Regions from separate parts of the Zea mays genome. Here region 2 is linked to region 1. The links are chromatin contacts, called in public Hi-C maps. All regions are on one chromosome and are shown on one strand. The core of a region is the stretch at or near the end of the contact, and the rest is flanking DNA. Distances in the headings are between cores, read along the strand shown. Region 1 holds the start of LOC103640076. Region 2 holds the start of LOC100273400.

Region 1 (7,159 bases), core at 1,360-3,859:
AATCCAGATTATAATCTAGATAATTTACAATCTACATGTAGTTGTTTAGTAGTCTAGATTATACAAATGTAGATTATTCACAAAGATAACATTATCCTTGTTTGTTTATTTGAGGTGAGTAAAGAAGAATGACATATATTGTAATTTCTATTTACATAACCATAGGTAGTAGGTCTTTTACCAAAAATAATCTCAATTAAACTACTCTTTAGGAGATTATGAGATTAGCATAATCTGGGCTTTAGATTATATAATCTAAACCTATAATCTAGGTGTTTGTTTATCTGCTGGATTATTTGCGTTGGATTATATAATTTGGAGAGATTATAATCCGAAACAATCAGGGCCTAAGTGTAGTTATATAAGTAATTGATTATCAATTGTAAGTACATATCTTACTCATGTACAAATCTCTTGAAACACTGTACATAAGGGCTAATTTGAAAACTCTATTTTTTAAGGAATTTCTATTTTTCCGAAAAAATGAACTAATTTCTATTGAAAAATAGGTTTCCAAACTAACCCCTAATCATTACATTTTCAGGCCATTTTTAGACGTGTATTTTAAAAGCTCCTCCTCTTAAAACACACTTAATTTTTGGAGACGGGTCTAAGGATCTTCTCAGGAGACCTTCTAGATTTACAACATGGTTGTTGTTTTTAATGACTCCACAAATATACAACCGCCTCTAGCTAGATTTTCTACTCCCTCTATTCCAAATTAAAATTTATCTTGAGTAATTAATAGATTCACACAATCACTACTGGAATTTGGCTCTTTACCGAATGTCAAATGTTTTATTGAGTGTTTTTTCGGGCACTCGGCAAAGAAGCTTTTTGTCGAGTGCTTTTTTTCAACACTAGGCAAAGACAATTTAAAAATCACATTTTAATACAGTAAATTAATTCAGATGAAAAAAATTTCAACTACAAATTTGTATAACTCATCATGATATACAATTTATATTTTGAACATTTCTTTATATGACAAAATAAAAGTAAATTTGTTCATAAAACTTATATCTCTCTCGTAGTTCATGAAACTACAAGAGAGATGTATAAGATTTGTGCATATTATTAGAACCATCATGTGGGATGAATAAATGGCTAAACAAATAAAATAAACTTTGTAGATCTTGAGAAGTTATAGAATTTTGTAGTTGGTAAATTTTTTATTGAAAGTCATCTTGTCAGCGAAAACTACGTTTGAATTAAAAAAAATTAAAATTTCAATTTTGAAAACGATCTCGAAAGAAAAAACTATCAACATGAAACTTGTATGTATTGAAGAATTATGAAACTTTGTAGTTGACAATGTTTTGATTTGAAATCATCTTGTCATACAAACCTATATTTAAATTTTGATTTTTTTTCAAACTACCTCGGATGGAAAAACCACCAAAATAAAATTTGTTGGTCTTGAAATGTAATGAAACTTTGTAACTGGCGATTTTTTGATTTGAAATCATCTCATCATAGAAAAATTCGTGTGAAGTGTTCAAATTTGAAATTCAAATTTTGTAAACAGCTTCTGATGTAGAAAATATCAAAATAGAAGTTGTGTATCTTGAAAAGTTATGCAACTCTATAGTTGACAACATTTTCAATTGAATTCATTTAGTGCCTCAAATAATCAAATTACTCTCGATTTGTTATAATATATGAGGAATGAAAACGTAATATAAGCACAATTGATGTAGTAGTGTAGTGGTAGAGGAAGTTATGCGCACGTGTGAGGTTGTGAGTTCGAATCTCACATTCACAAAATACGTAAATTTGAAATGAAAACGTAATATAAGCACAATTGATGATGTAATAGCGTAGTGGTAGAGCAGGTTATGCGCACACGTGAGGTTGTGAGTTCGAAGTTCGAATCTCATATTCACAAAACACGTAAATTTGATTAAAAATGGTGAAAATGATAGGACCGATGTGTAGAGCAATGGCGGTGGTTGGGGGGGAAGCTGTCTCCCTAATTTTGAAAAATGTTTTGCTGTTTTTTTGGGTTTTTTGTGATTCTTAATTTACCGAGTGTTTTTTGACACTCGCCCGAAAAAAGTACTCGAAAAAAAAATCATTTACCGATAAAATATTTGCCGAGTGTGGCTTTGCCGAGTGTATAATGGTCTTTGCCGAGTGTCTGAGACACTCGACAAAAAAGGCGAGTTCGGTAGTGAATATTTGATGTATGTGTTTTATATATGTGTCTAGATTTATCATCATATATTTAAATATATATAAAAAACAAGGCTAAAACTAATAGTACCGTGGGACGGAGGGAGTACTAGGTTTGTCTTCTAAAATCACTTATAAATTATTTAATTTAAAACATTTAAACTATATATATATATATTTGTATTAAAAAATACTTATAAAATCTCATACATTTGAAAGTGTATTTAGAAAATTGCGTTAAAGTGAATGCGGCACATATTTGTGATTGGAGGGAATATTCGGTCGCGTAAATTTAAACTCGAAACAAGCTGTCACGTACGTACTGTTTTCCAGCTCAACATACCAACCTGACGCGACGTCATGCACAGCTTCCGATATCACAACACACGGACACGGGGGGAAGGGCATGGGCCAACGGCCCACCATTCAGTGGCAATAACAAAAAGGCCCAGCGTCAGCCGTCTCGTACGTCACCCGGTTCATGGTTGCGAGAGAGGCGGCGCGGCCACGAGTCCGGGACCGGCTCCTCAGAAACCGGCCGCCTATCTCTCCCCCTTCCCTCCGTGTTCGTCGGCCCCGGCCCCATATTTTCTCTAGCCTTGCTCGTGTGGCTGGAAGAGTGGAGATCGGGGAAGCGTTTGTGTTGGGTACGTAGTACAGATCGTGATGCTTTCTTTCCTTGAGATCGTTGCATTGCGTCAGGGATTGATGTTAATATAGATTTGGGTTTCGTTGATCCTCACCTGCATTGCCGTGTTGCATGCGCGTGCACTCAGCACTCTGGACGGCCGAGCCCGACATGGACCGCGACGAGGAGGTGGGCCACGGCGACCGCTCGCTCCTATTCATCGGCGATGAGGACGATCTCGGCGTCGACCGGGACGGCGGATCCCCGCCGACCTCCTCCGACGATGGATCATTCTCCGACCGGAGCGACGCCGAGACACGCGCCGGCCATGTCCGGCGTCGCGACGGCGGCGAGCGTGAGGACACGCCCGAGGACGGCCAGAATGGCGCGTGGCCGCAGAGTTACAGGTTCGTCAACCAGCCGCCTCGCCGTCCACATCTCTTCCACGATTCGGAGCTGACGCCGTTTCCTCGGCGGCGTTCTCGTTTCGCATGCAGGCAGTCGATCGACATGCTGAGCGCGGTGCCGTCGCCGACGATGAACTCGATCATGGCAGCGAGCCCGAGCCTGACCAGATTCGGCAGCTCCTTCCTCAAGGCCGGGAGCTCCTTCTTCCTGAGGAAAGGCGAGGGCTCGGGGCTGCCGCTCACCAGGCCGCTGCTGCCGCCCTCGCTCCCGCAGCTGTCGCAGTCGTCGTTGCACCCGCAGCCGCGGCCCGTGAAGCAGTCCACGGACAGCCTCGCCCAGGCGCCGCGGTGGCCGGCTGCGCACGAGGCGGAGCTGCCCGAGAGACCCTCCAGGCAATGCCTGAAATCCGATTATATCGAGCTTCCTCCGCCTGCTAGCAAGTGCAGCAGGAACCAATCAATCATCAATGGTGCGTGACCAGTTGGATCTTGAATTCTCAGGTGTTAGAGTAATCAGCTTATGGAATCAATCATCAATGCTGGTCGAATTTCTAGGGTTCAATGTGCTGTGCGGCGTTGGAATTCTCACCACGGCTTATGGAATCAAGGAAGGGGGATGGCTAAGCCTCCTGCTGCTCCCCTTGCTGGGTGGCAGCTCGTGCTACACGGGCTTGCTTCTCAAGAGGTGCATAGACAGTTCGCCCAACATTGAGACATACCCAGACATTGGACAAGTCGCTTTCGGAATCTTTGGTCGGATCTTTGTATCGGTGTGTATACCTTGAAAAACACAGATTTCTCTTCGAAAGTCAGCTCACCTGTTGTTTACCTCACTGATCGCATCTCTTTTTTTCAGGTTGTCCTGTACATGGAGCTTTATGTAAGTGTGCTCTCTGAACTCTAAAACTTATTGTGAATGGCCTTGGTTGTCGAACACAAGTGATTTTTATGTATATATTTTTTTTGCAGGCAAGCTGCGTGGAGTACATTACGCTGCTAGGAGACAGCTTGTCGTCAGTGTTTCCCTCAGCGCATTTAGCTTTCACTGGCATCGACCTGAACGCGCACAATCTCTTTGCAACCACAATGGCCTTGGCAATCCTCCCATCAGTCTGGCTCAGGAACCTCAGTCTCCTCTCATATCTTTCTGGTATGTAAAAAAATGTGGAATTGCTTCTTACTCCCTCTGTACTGATCATAGGAATGTAGTTAGAATTGACTCGTATCACTGATAGTTCAGTCAGTTTATGATCAACAAAAGTAATCTTTGAGCGAAAGAAGGATTGTTCCTGACTCCTGACCGTCTCTGTATGTACTCAGCTGGAGGCGTGATCGCGACGATCACGGTCATCGTCTGCCTATGCTGGGTTGGCATCGGAGAAGGAATTGGGTTTCGCTTTTCCGGTGCTGTAGTGAACGTGACCCACCTTCCAGTGGCACTCGGCCTGTATGGGTACTGCTACTCAGGACACTCGGTGTTCCCAAACATCTACTCGTCCATGAAGGAGCGCTCGCAGTTTCCATTCGTGCTCATGTTCTGGTAAGCGGTGCTCTTAACTTTGTTGCTTCTTGTTAACATGGGCCGCCTTCTTGTTAACACAAAATGCCATCCTGCACCGTTTTCAGCTTCACGGTGGTAACGCTTGTGTACGCCGGAGTTGCGGTCTCAGGGTTCCTGATGTTCGGCGAGTCCACTATGTCACAGTTCACCCTAAACTTGCCACAGCAGTACATCCCATCCAAGATTGCCATTTGGATGACGGTGCGAGGGAAAACCACACTTTACCATTCTGCCATCGCGTTCAGAATGAAGACGACGAGATGCTAATTTCATTGCTTTTGTTTTTTTTTTGTTGCATTTTTCTTTCTGGTTCCAGGTTGTGAATCCTTACACAAAGTATGCACTGACGATGACGCCGGTCGCCTTGTCGATAGAGGAAGCCCTACCAAAGAAGATGCAGAGTTACCTGGTCGGAATGCTCGTTAGGACATGCCTCGTCCTCTCAACCGTTGCGGTGGCTCTGCTTTTCCCTTACTTTGGTGAGTAGTAGTAGTCTTTCTCGGTTTAACTGAATGATCCTCCCCTCCATTTTTAAATTTTAAGATGTTTTTTTTTGACTTTTTCCTACCCTCCTCTGGTTTCTCAGCCCTGGTGATGGCACTGCTTGGATCCGTGTTCACAATGCTCGTGGTAGGTTCTGGAGAACATTTCACCTACACTTCTGCGGTGGATTTCTCTACTTTGGCCATTTGAAAGAAGTTGATAAAAAAAATGTGCTTGATGATGATTTATACAGGCCTTGATACTCCCATGCGCATGCTACCTCTCCATCAAGAAGGGCGCAGTGCCCTTGTGGGAGGTAACCACCAACTAGAAACGCGCGGACCAACAAATACAGGATTGGAACCTGAAACTGCTCAACACTGAGTATCTATGGTCATTTTCTTTGCAGATCATCCTGTGCATAATCATCATAGCGATTGGCGTTGTGTGCGCGTGCATCGGCTCATTTACCTCGATCAACCAGATGATTAGCAGCAGATAGTGTCTGCGTAGCTGTTGCAGATTCTTTCTTTCCAATGTTGACAGAGCTGAAACTAGCAGTCTGTCGTTTTTTTTTTGTTTTTTTGTTTTTGCAGCTACGTTTATTTGTTCCTTCTTTTTGACAGAAAAAAGAAACTCGGTAAGAAAGTTTTTCTGTAACAGGGTGAAGTTATATTTCAGGCAATCATGATAGTAATTCTTTTGCGTACAATTATGAACCACAGGATGAAGTTATACTAATTTTTCCGACAGCTATGGACACATATGAACCACAGGATGGCCACACAACAGGCACATCTCCGATCTCTCACCATGACACTTTTTTTTGTTTTGTTTTGGGGTTGCTGTTGTTGGGAAACTAGTCAGTATATATGGCACATGTGATGGACATCACGTCCTCACCTACCAGGGCGCTACAGCTCCAGGCCCACATGGGCCGAGCCACAGCCCACATCCACCGAACGGGGTGGGGGGGCCTACGCGCTACGGCCATGGATAGATGCGCACCGCTTGCACGAGCTAGTCCCTCCAGCACACGAGCATGGTGACGCAGCGGCGCATGATGTAGAACCTGGCCCTCTGCTCCTTCACCAGGCCCGCCAGGCGGCCCGGCACCGACCTGCCCGCGGCGGCCCTGGACGGCCGGCTCTTCAGCCCCGCCGCCGCCGACGCCGACGCCGACCTCCGGCTCCCCTTCTTGGAAAGCGGCGTCTTGCTCTTGTCGTCCATGTGCATCTCCATCTCTTCCTGTACGAGCTCTCTGCAGTGGCAGTTGTTCTTGGAAATGGTGGAAGCTTGCAATGTGTGGCTCTCTCTCTCTCTCTCTGGAGTCTGGTTGCGGTTGGCTTGTTGCAGATGGAGTGGAAAGCGAAGAGTGAGGTGGTGGTATTTATAGGCCCTCCAGCTCCCCAGATGAGATGACACACAATCATCCAAGGGGAGAATGGGTCGACGTGAGGTCCCGGGTCCCGGCTCTGTGTTAATGTGCTGTCGATGAGTGCTTGGACTAGACTATTACACCACGCCATGGGCCATTAAAATGTAGTAATTGAGACTAGCCTAGCTTGGTATGTATAGATTAGATATGTGTTGTGTGGTGGACGGGTGGGGCCATCGTCATAATCTCTCTTTCCATGTCCCTCATACTCTATCGGACCATGTCCCCCGGAGAAAGGGCCGTGGGCCCGGCCGGTCCTTTCGGCGCCATGCATTGCTCGTGCAGTGATGCACTTCTCATCCGCCGCCCGCTCGTCCGCTGCATATTTGAATCGTATGGTCTCAGGACTCAGGACCACGTCGTCTCCATGGTCTAACAATTTGGGGTTGGGCCCGGCGACACGACGCCGGCAGCCACCACAAGCCCACGAAGACGCGACGGATGCATGGACGCGACGCGGAGGTGAC
Region 2 (7,086 bases), core at 47-2,546, 820 kb before region 1:
AGATAACCAGGGTTTTCATCAACTATTGATAAGATAATTAGAACCTATATTAAAGAGTCGCTCCCACACCAAGGGATAGTTTAAACTGACACTTGAGCCTGATGTAAGTCAATTCATTGGCATATGACTATGAGAGAGAAAACTGAACCCAAGCTGATGCAAAAATAGCAGATCGAGGAAGGTACGTACAAGTTAATAAGCTAGAGCTCACACTACGCAACCCAACAGTAAGAGCCTCAATGATGAAAGTAAGGGACTCCAAACAAAAGGGGTCCAGCGAACATAACTTGCGTTAGTTTCAACCATGACACCAACAACAAACACAGTCAGACATTAAGCGAACACGAACTGCAGCAACTTAATCGCATCAATTTCCTCCATATAACGTAATTATGCTCCAGGACAGTCACATATACACAAGAAATTTGCAAAGCACAATCGTAGATGGCTATCTGTGCAAGCAAATTAGTGAGACAACTATACTCAGCAATCAGTATGCGCGCAACTAATCACAGAAGACATGCAGGAGAAACAGAACAGGAAGTCTAAGACAACTCACGATAACGTAACAATCGTCATGCTCAAACTCAATCCTAGTACTATTTTACCAACAAGGCAGTGAGATCAGTCGCCAACGTTGCAGGTTATTAAACCGAAAAACTTTTACAATCTACCATTGTCCCAAGTTAGCAATCCCGAACCGTGAATCGTTGGTACCAGTACCAAGTCAAGAATCAAAGCGAAGTGCGAACGAAAAAAATGTGTGAGATGAGGGTTGCTGACCTTGTTTTTGGCCCAGTTCCTCTCGTCGTAGAGCTGGGAGTACAGGAACACGGTGAGCTTGTCCCACGCCTCCGTCACCGCCGCAACTGGCCCCGCCATGATCCCGCTCTCCGATCGCCCTCCGCCTCTTCTCCGATGGGTTTCTGAAGGGTTTTGCTCTTTCGCCTCTAGAAATGAGTTCGTTGTTTCTTGCGCTGCGTTGCGGCGGTAATAACCTGAGGGCTGTTGCCGGTTGGAGCCTTGAAGGTCGTCTTAATGGGCCGTTTGAGCTTTTCCTCCCAGATTAAAAAAACGTAATGGGCCTTTCCTCCCAGATAAAATAAGATATGGTCCAATTTAGGCCCAAGGGTAAAAAAAACGAAATCCTCCTATGAATCGACTCCGCTCCGCTGGGATCGAAAACCTTTAGCCAGTAGAGAACGGCCACGTGTGCAGGATGGATCAGGCAGCGCACCTCGACCAAGAAAGATTGCCGCGGCCGGCTTGCGCTAGGCCACTGATTGGGTTGGCAGCGCGCCGCGGCAGCAGAGGGGGAGAGAGAGAGGCAGAGCGAGCGAGCGAGAGAGCGCTGGTCATGGCGTCACTGTCTGTCGCCGCCGTGGCGGCCACCATAGCGATGCCAAGCAGCAGCGGTGGGAGAGGGCGCCGTCTCAGGGTCGCGTCCATGGCCACCCAGAAGGGCCAGAAGCCGACGCCCAAGACCGTCTCCGGCACGAGAAGATCGGTAAGCCATTTCCTACGTACGCCTCTCATTTGTTGAGTCTCAAGATCGGCGGGTGACAACGGTGGGAGCGCGCGTGCAGGGCACGACGACGGTGTTCCCGGTGGGCGAGCCGGGCCCGCGGCCGGCGACGACGAGCGGCAAAGCGCCGGTTAAGCTGCTGACGAACGTGGAGAAGCTGCGGCTGCTGACCAAGGCGGAGCGCGCGGGCCTGCTGTCGGCGGCGGAGCGCGCGGGGCTGTCGCTGTCGGCGATGGAGCGGCTGGGCCTACTGTCCAAGCTGGAGGAGCTGGGCGCGCTGTCGGCGGCCACGGACCCCGGCACGCCCGGCGCGCTGCTTGCGCTCGCGCTCCCGCTGCTGGCCGCGGGCCCCGCCGTCGTGTACCTCGTCCCCGAAGAGCAGGCGTGGCAGGTGGCGCTGCAGGCCGTCGCCGCGCTCGTCTGCGTGGTCGGAGGCGCCGCCGCGGTGGCCGCGTCCACGTTTGTGTCCAGGCTGCAGGGCTCCTCCAGCTGACGAGCGCATTTGCAGCCGTATCTAATTTCCCGTGCATGGCTAAGCAGAGAATTGCTCTATGCTTATAACGTAATAAATAGTGCGTGCGTTGCAACGGGAACATATAATATCACGATAACTTATATATAAAATGTGTGTTATACTGTTATTAGAAAAGATTTCATAATTTATTTATGATCCTAACCATACATAAATTTTGTTATTTTAATCTAGTTGTTTCACCACTACATTGTGACCATCAGTGCCATGTAGATTTCTATGTATGCTATGATTTGCATGGCCTTGTCGTTGGAGAGCACGTCCCACACCTGACGGAAGAAGTTTCCTCATACATCGTCAGTCATCAGGCACGCACCAACGTACGTTTTTGCTTAAACAAAAAGACAAGTGTGTGTTTGCGAAGAGAATTAAAGACGGACAGGCACAAAAGCTACCCTCGACGGTGGCGAGGATGACGAACTGGTCATTGCTGTCGATACTCATCTGCGTCACCTCCGGTGCCGAGATGAGCCACTATCCTTGATACAGTAGTCGTCAAATGCGCGCGACATGGAGAGCCTCGACGAATCTTGGCTAGGCTGCTAGACGAACTGCACCTCAGGCTCATCAGCGAGGTAGCACACCTGGCCGTTGCACCGCCGGTTGCGCTCCTCCCGTACATACATCGTGTTTTAGGACACTCACACAACGTCAGCAACGACTGTCGTCCCAGCACACAAGAATTCATGGCCGGTCAGTAGCGACTTATGTGGCAGGTCGGGCTTCAGGTCGACGATGAGTTGGACGATAATGATGACATCGTCGTCGGATGCGATGCCTAGAACAACCTAGGAGTCGCCGACGTTGGCGACGACCATGAGGTCTCTTGCTTGATGATGGACAGCGCGGTGCAGGCACTCTGGACCACGTCCTAGCGATGGCTGCGCCGAAGCTTGTCGTCTATAGCGATGCATGCGACCACGTAGGACTGCTTCTAGAGGTCGAACTGACAGTCACCAAGCTTCTTCTCGCCGTCGATGAGCGACGCCAACGTACGCGCCTCCTGCTAGTGTGTTTATTCGGGGTTTCCGAGGCGACGCCAACGTACGCGCCTCCTGCTAGTGGTGTTTATTCGGGGTTTCTGAGTAAGAAACATGGATTCATCCTTAGCGCTGGTTTATGAAAATGACTCACAAGTTCCTTGAGAAAAAATATTACGGAGAATAAATATCACGCGTGCAAAAAAGAAATTTAAGTTGAAAACATTATTCAAACAAGAGAAATTGCATGCAAGGCTCTTCTTTAAATACTACTCCTTTCATCCAAAAATATTCAAGAATGTAAGTGATACTTATCTACTACTATTTCAAGTATTGGAAATATAATATCACATATGCAAAATCGAGAGCTATTTACCAAATGGACTGAATCAAGTGCAGAAACAGAAGAACTATGTAATTTCTAATTGCCCGTGCGTTGTCACGGAAGTTAAAATTTAGTATAAAACATTGCAGGTTAAATAAGAAAGAAAATACAAGATTTGTTTTGCAAAATTATGACGTGGAAAAAACTTTATAGGAGTAAAGAAAAGCAAAGAAATGACTTCTATGTCTAGTAGAGAAGGAATCTTTGTAATTGGTTGATTTCGGGTGGATAATCTCTGTTGCCTTCACATGTTAAATTTTATGGGTAATACATACTATTTATTATCCAAGAGCTACTACCAATGTAAAATTTCGTCGACTTTATCTTAAGACCACCTTTCCAGATAGACAACTACGCCACGATTGAAAACGACACGTGTTTAGGCCCGCGAGTCCGCGAAATTACTAACGGAATGGACCTGATTACCAAAAACAGTTTCCTTATGTACGATCAGGAAAAATACGCACACATATTCCAACATAACGACTTCGTTTCAATATTTATGACCACTAGAGACCAAGATACAACATAGGATAACAAAATGTATTAATCCCAAGAACCGTAGCTTCAAGCTGTGGACATAGTCGTTCAAAGTTTCACCGTGTCTTATTATGACTAATCAAATACCATCAATGGAATAAAAATCATGAATAATCCCAATAGAGGCAGCTTAGGCAGACACACCACCACGACGACACTCGTTCAACATGTTAAGGTTAAACTGCATCAACCGAAAAAGCCAGTGACGACATCATCAAATCAGTATATGGAGGGAGAGGGAGGATCGCGGCCATCGCGATGGCTCATGGGGGAGGATCGCGACTAGGCTCGTGGGGGAGGATCGCGGCCATCGTGTGAAACAGTAAGGCGCTATCTATCTTTTGTTTCGAGGGTGAGGATTGAGCAGGGACAGATCGACGGTGCAGATTGGCTGAAGGCAAAACCAGGTGGAGACTATCTTAATACAGTAGCCTTAATATAGTAGTATAGATTACTGTACATCGGACGAGATGACGTATATACTTGTACCAACACGTTAAAAGTTCATCGCATTCGAATGACTTTTTGCATGTGAAATTGGAAATCCATTGGGGATTTTGCGCCGTGTCACCGTCCAGATGTGGAACTCGTGTTTTTTTCGGAACCCCTCTGATTTGATTGGTCAAAAAAGGAGGAGAAAAAAACGATCTTTTGCTTCGAGGGTGAGGATTGAGCAGGGACAGATCGATGGTGCAGATTGGCTGAAGGCAGAACCAGGTGGAGGCAGGCTACCCCTTACAGCCTTAATATAGTAGTATAGATTTTGTGTAGATTCTGTGCTCCCGTGTCAAGATTATAACACATGGGATGGATATATATTTGCCATATGTAGCGAGCTGAAGAGGTGTGATTGTGTCAAGCTTTGCTTTGCCAACGAAGGAACACGATGGTAGAGTGAGGGTATTCCTTCTTCCTTTGGCAAGGTTGTGCCAGTAGCTCGTGGTCACTAGGGATGAAAACAATCGAAAATGATCCAAAAAGCAGCTAAATTGAGTGGTTACAACCATTGTGCTTTTCTGCATCCGCTATTTTCAACAGCTACCTCAAATGGCCACACGTCTCATATCTCTTTCGTGGGTGGTGGTTGACTCCCGCGTTACCAGGGATTTCCATTCGCGTTCTATGGAGGCCAGGCGATTCAGTCATCTTCAAGTTCATGGTCCTTTTGCCACCAACCATTGCCGCCGACAAAACCTCTATCGTGCTTGTGTGTCGGATTGGGGTCGAGAATCATGCCCTCGTCTCTATGGTCAACCGTCATTCCCTATTCACCTTATGCAAAGATTGTGGAGGAGGTCCCCATCACTGTTCCATGTCTCTGTATAGTCCACTTGTACTAGCTTGAAGCATTGTAACCTTAGGCAGAAAAGTTAGGCAAAGTTTGACACGGTTAGCCACGAACCAAACAGGCCTAATAGCTTCATTGGTGGGAAGGTGTAGCAAGATGCGTTCTTCTTCATGGAGATGGAGGAAGATAAGACTAAAGGAGGACGAGGGTAGTTCCGAGCATGCCAATAGAGTTCTAGCGGCTATCATACGTTGTTCAAATATCATAGCAAGATGAAGAGAAAGCAGAGCCTCACCATGACTCGGTTGTTGGTCATAAAGTGGTACATAAGGACTGATACACTAAGTATCTAAACTTATGGCCAGTTATTTTGATGATAGCCCTGTGTACGATGACAATATGTTCTAAAGAAGGTTTATTTAGTATACACACTAGTACAAAAGTGCTCAAAGCCTGCAGTACACACTAATTTTCACTGGCGGTTTCCGTTACCACTTGCCAGTGAAAATAACGGGTGGGCCCGACTTAAGAAACCACAAGTGAAAACCTATTTTCACTGACGATTATCGCTATATTTCCACTGGCGGTTGATGTAACAGAACCGCCATTGATAATCTAATTTCCATTGGTGGTTCTGTTACACCAACCGCCAGTAACATTAGTACTATAAATACCCCTTCTTCCTCCCTGATAGGAGTTGTAGCTCGCAGCCAACTTCCATTGGAGGCGATTTTGGAGGTCTATATTTTACAAAATACAGTGGGAGGTTTTGACCTTCATTTTTAGAAGAAGATTGCTAAGAAAGGTTGGTTTATGTTTCTAATGTCAATTTTTATTCAAGTGCTCAATTTTAGCCACATTTTGGATCTAGGGTTTCACCATGTGAGAGAAAGAGTATAGCTAGGTTATTTTCTCTATTTCCTCAAATGAGGTTGTTTAAGATGGTTAGATTTTGTCTATCCTCTCTCATTTTTCATGTTTAGTTCTCAAATAAGTTTATCCATGACATATTAAGTTGTTTAATGAATGATCATTAAGATTGTTTTTATTAGTTGCTATGAAAGGTTGGTTTAATTATGTTTCAATTGCCAATTATTGTTCATTTTTGCTCAATTTTAGCTACATTGTTTTGGAACTAGGCTTTCACCATGTGTTAGAGAGAAGAGTATAGATAGGAAAGTTTGGTTTACGTTTCTCTTGCCAAGTTTTGTTCATTTTCCTCAATTTTAGCCACATTTTGGATATAGGGTTTCACCTCGATCTGTAAGGAAAATAGACCTTGGCCCATTTGACTAAATGATTTTGGTGGTTGATGATCAATATAATATGTGGACTAATGTGTTTGCTAGTGTTTGTATTTGTAGTTCACATGATGTTAAAGTGACTTGGACTAAGGCACTGAGGAAGCAACACCTCAAAACAAGACATTATGAAGAACATAAGTGAAAATCAACTAGTATCAAGCAAAGTCCAAGACATGAAGAAAGTGTAGCCACTCGCGGACCGTCTGCCCATGTGCAACGGACTGTCCACTGGCTCACCGGACAGTCCGGTGCCACCCGACAGACTATCCGATGCACCAGGGAACTGCAGCCCAACGACTAGTTCCTAGTGGCACTGTGGAGGATACCACCGGACTGTCCGGTGTAAGGCTAACAACGTGCCAATGGTCATCTGCAATGGTCAACCGCAACGACTATGTGCATCGAACTGTCCGGTGTGTCGCAGAGAGCAGCAACTTTTCTCCAACGACTATATTTGAGTTGGGGCCTATATATACTTCACCCAACCGGCCATTTGAAGGAGTGGGAGCTCAAGCAACATACCAATACATGT

Evidence for each region. A called contact is a pair of places that touch in the nucleus more often than the background predicts.
Region 2: a Hi-C map of ear shows a contact between it and region 1, with 2.1 times the contacts expected there. The contact joins the promoter of LOC100273400 here to the promoter of LOC103640076 in region 1. A contact is called at or near these places in 2 of 25 Hi-C or Micro-C datasets (ear and leaf).

Annotation. Positions count from the first base shown.
Region 1 is chr1:159,868,063-159,875,221 of Zm-B73-REFERENCE-NAM-5.0, reverse strand. It overlaps LOC103640076, which reads left to right and starts at 2,609. Exons shown (of 12, transcript XM_008662727.3): 1 at 2,609-2,822; 2 at 2,952-3,210; 3 at 3,301-3,680; 4 at 3,766-3,980; 5 at 4,067-4,090; 6 at 4,180-4,360; 7 at 4,531-4,750; 8 at 4,837-4,972; 9 at 5,088-5,250; 10 at 5,358-5,401; 11 at 5,508-5,570; 12 at 5,664-6,006. The coding sequence starts at 2,657. The coding sequence ends at 5,756.
Region 2 is chr1:160,689,621-160,696,706 of Zm-B73-REFERENCE-NAM-5.0, reverse strand. LOC100273400 reads left to right here and starts at 1,296. Exons shown (of 2, transcript NM_001147837.1): 1 at 1,296-1,507; 2 at 1,587-2,244. The coding sequence starts at 1,358. The coding sequence ends at 2,018. LOC100277202 reads right to left here and starts at 995. Exons shown (of 2, transcript NM_001328639.1): 1 at 784-995. The coding sequence starts at 882.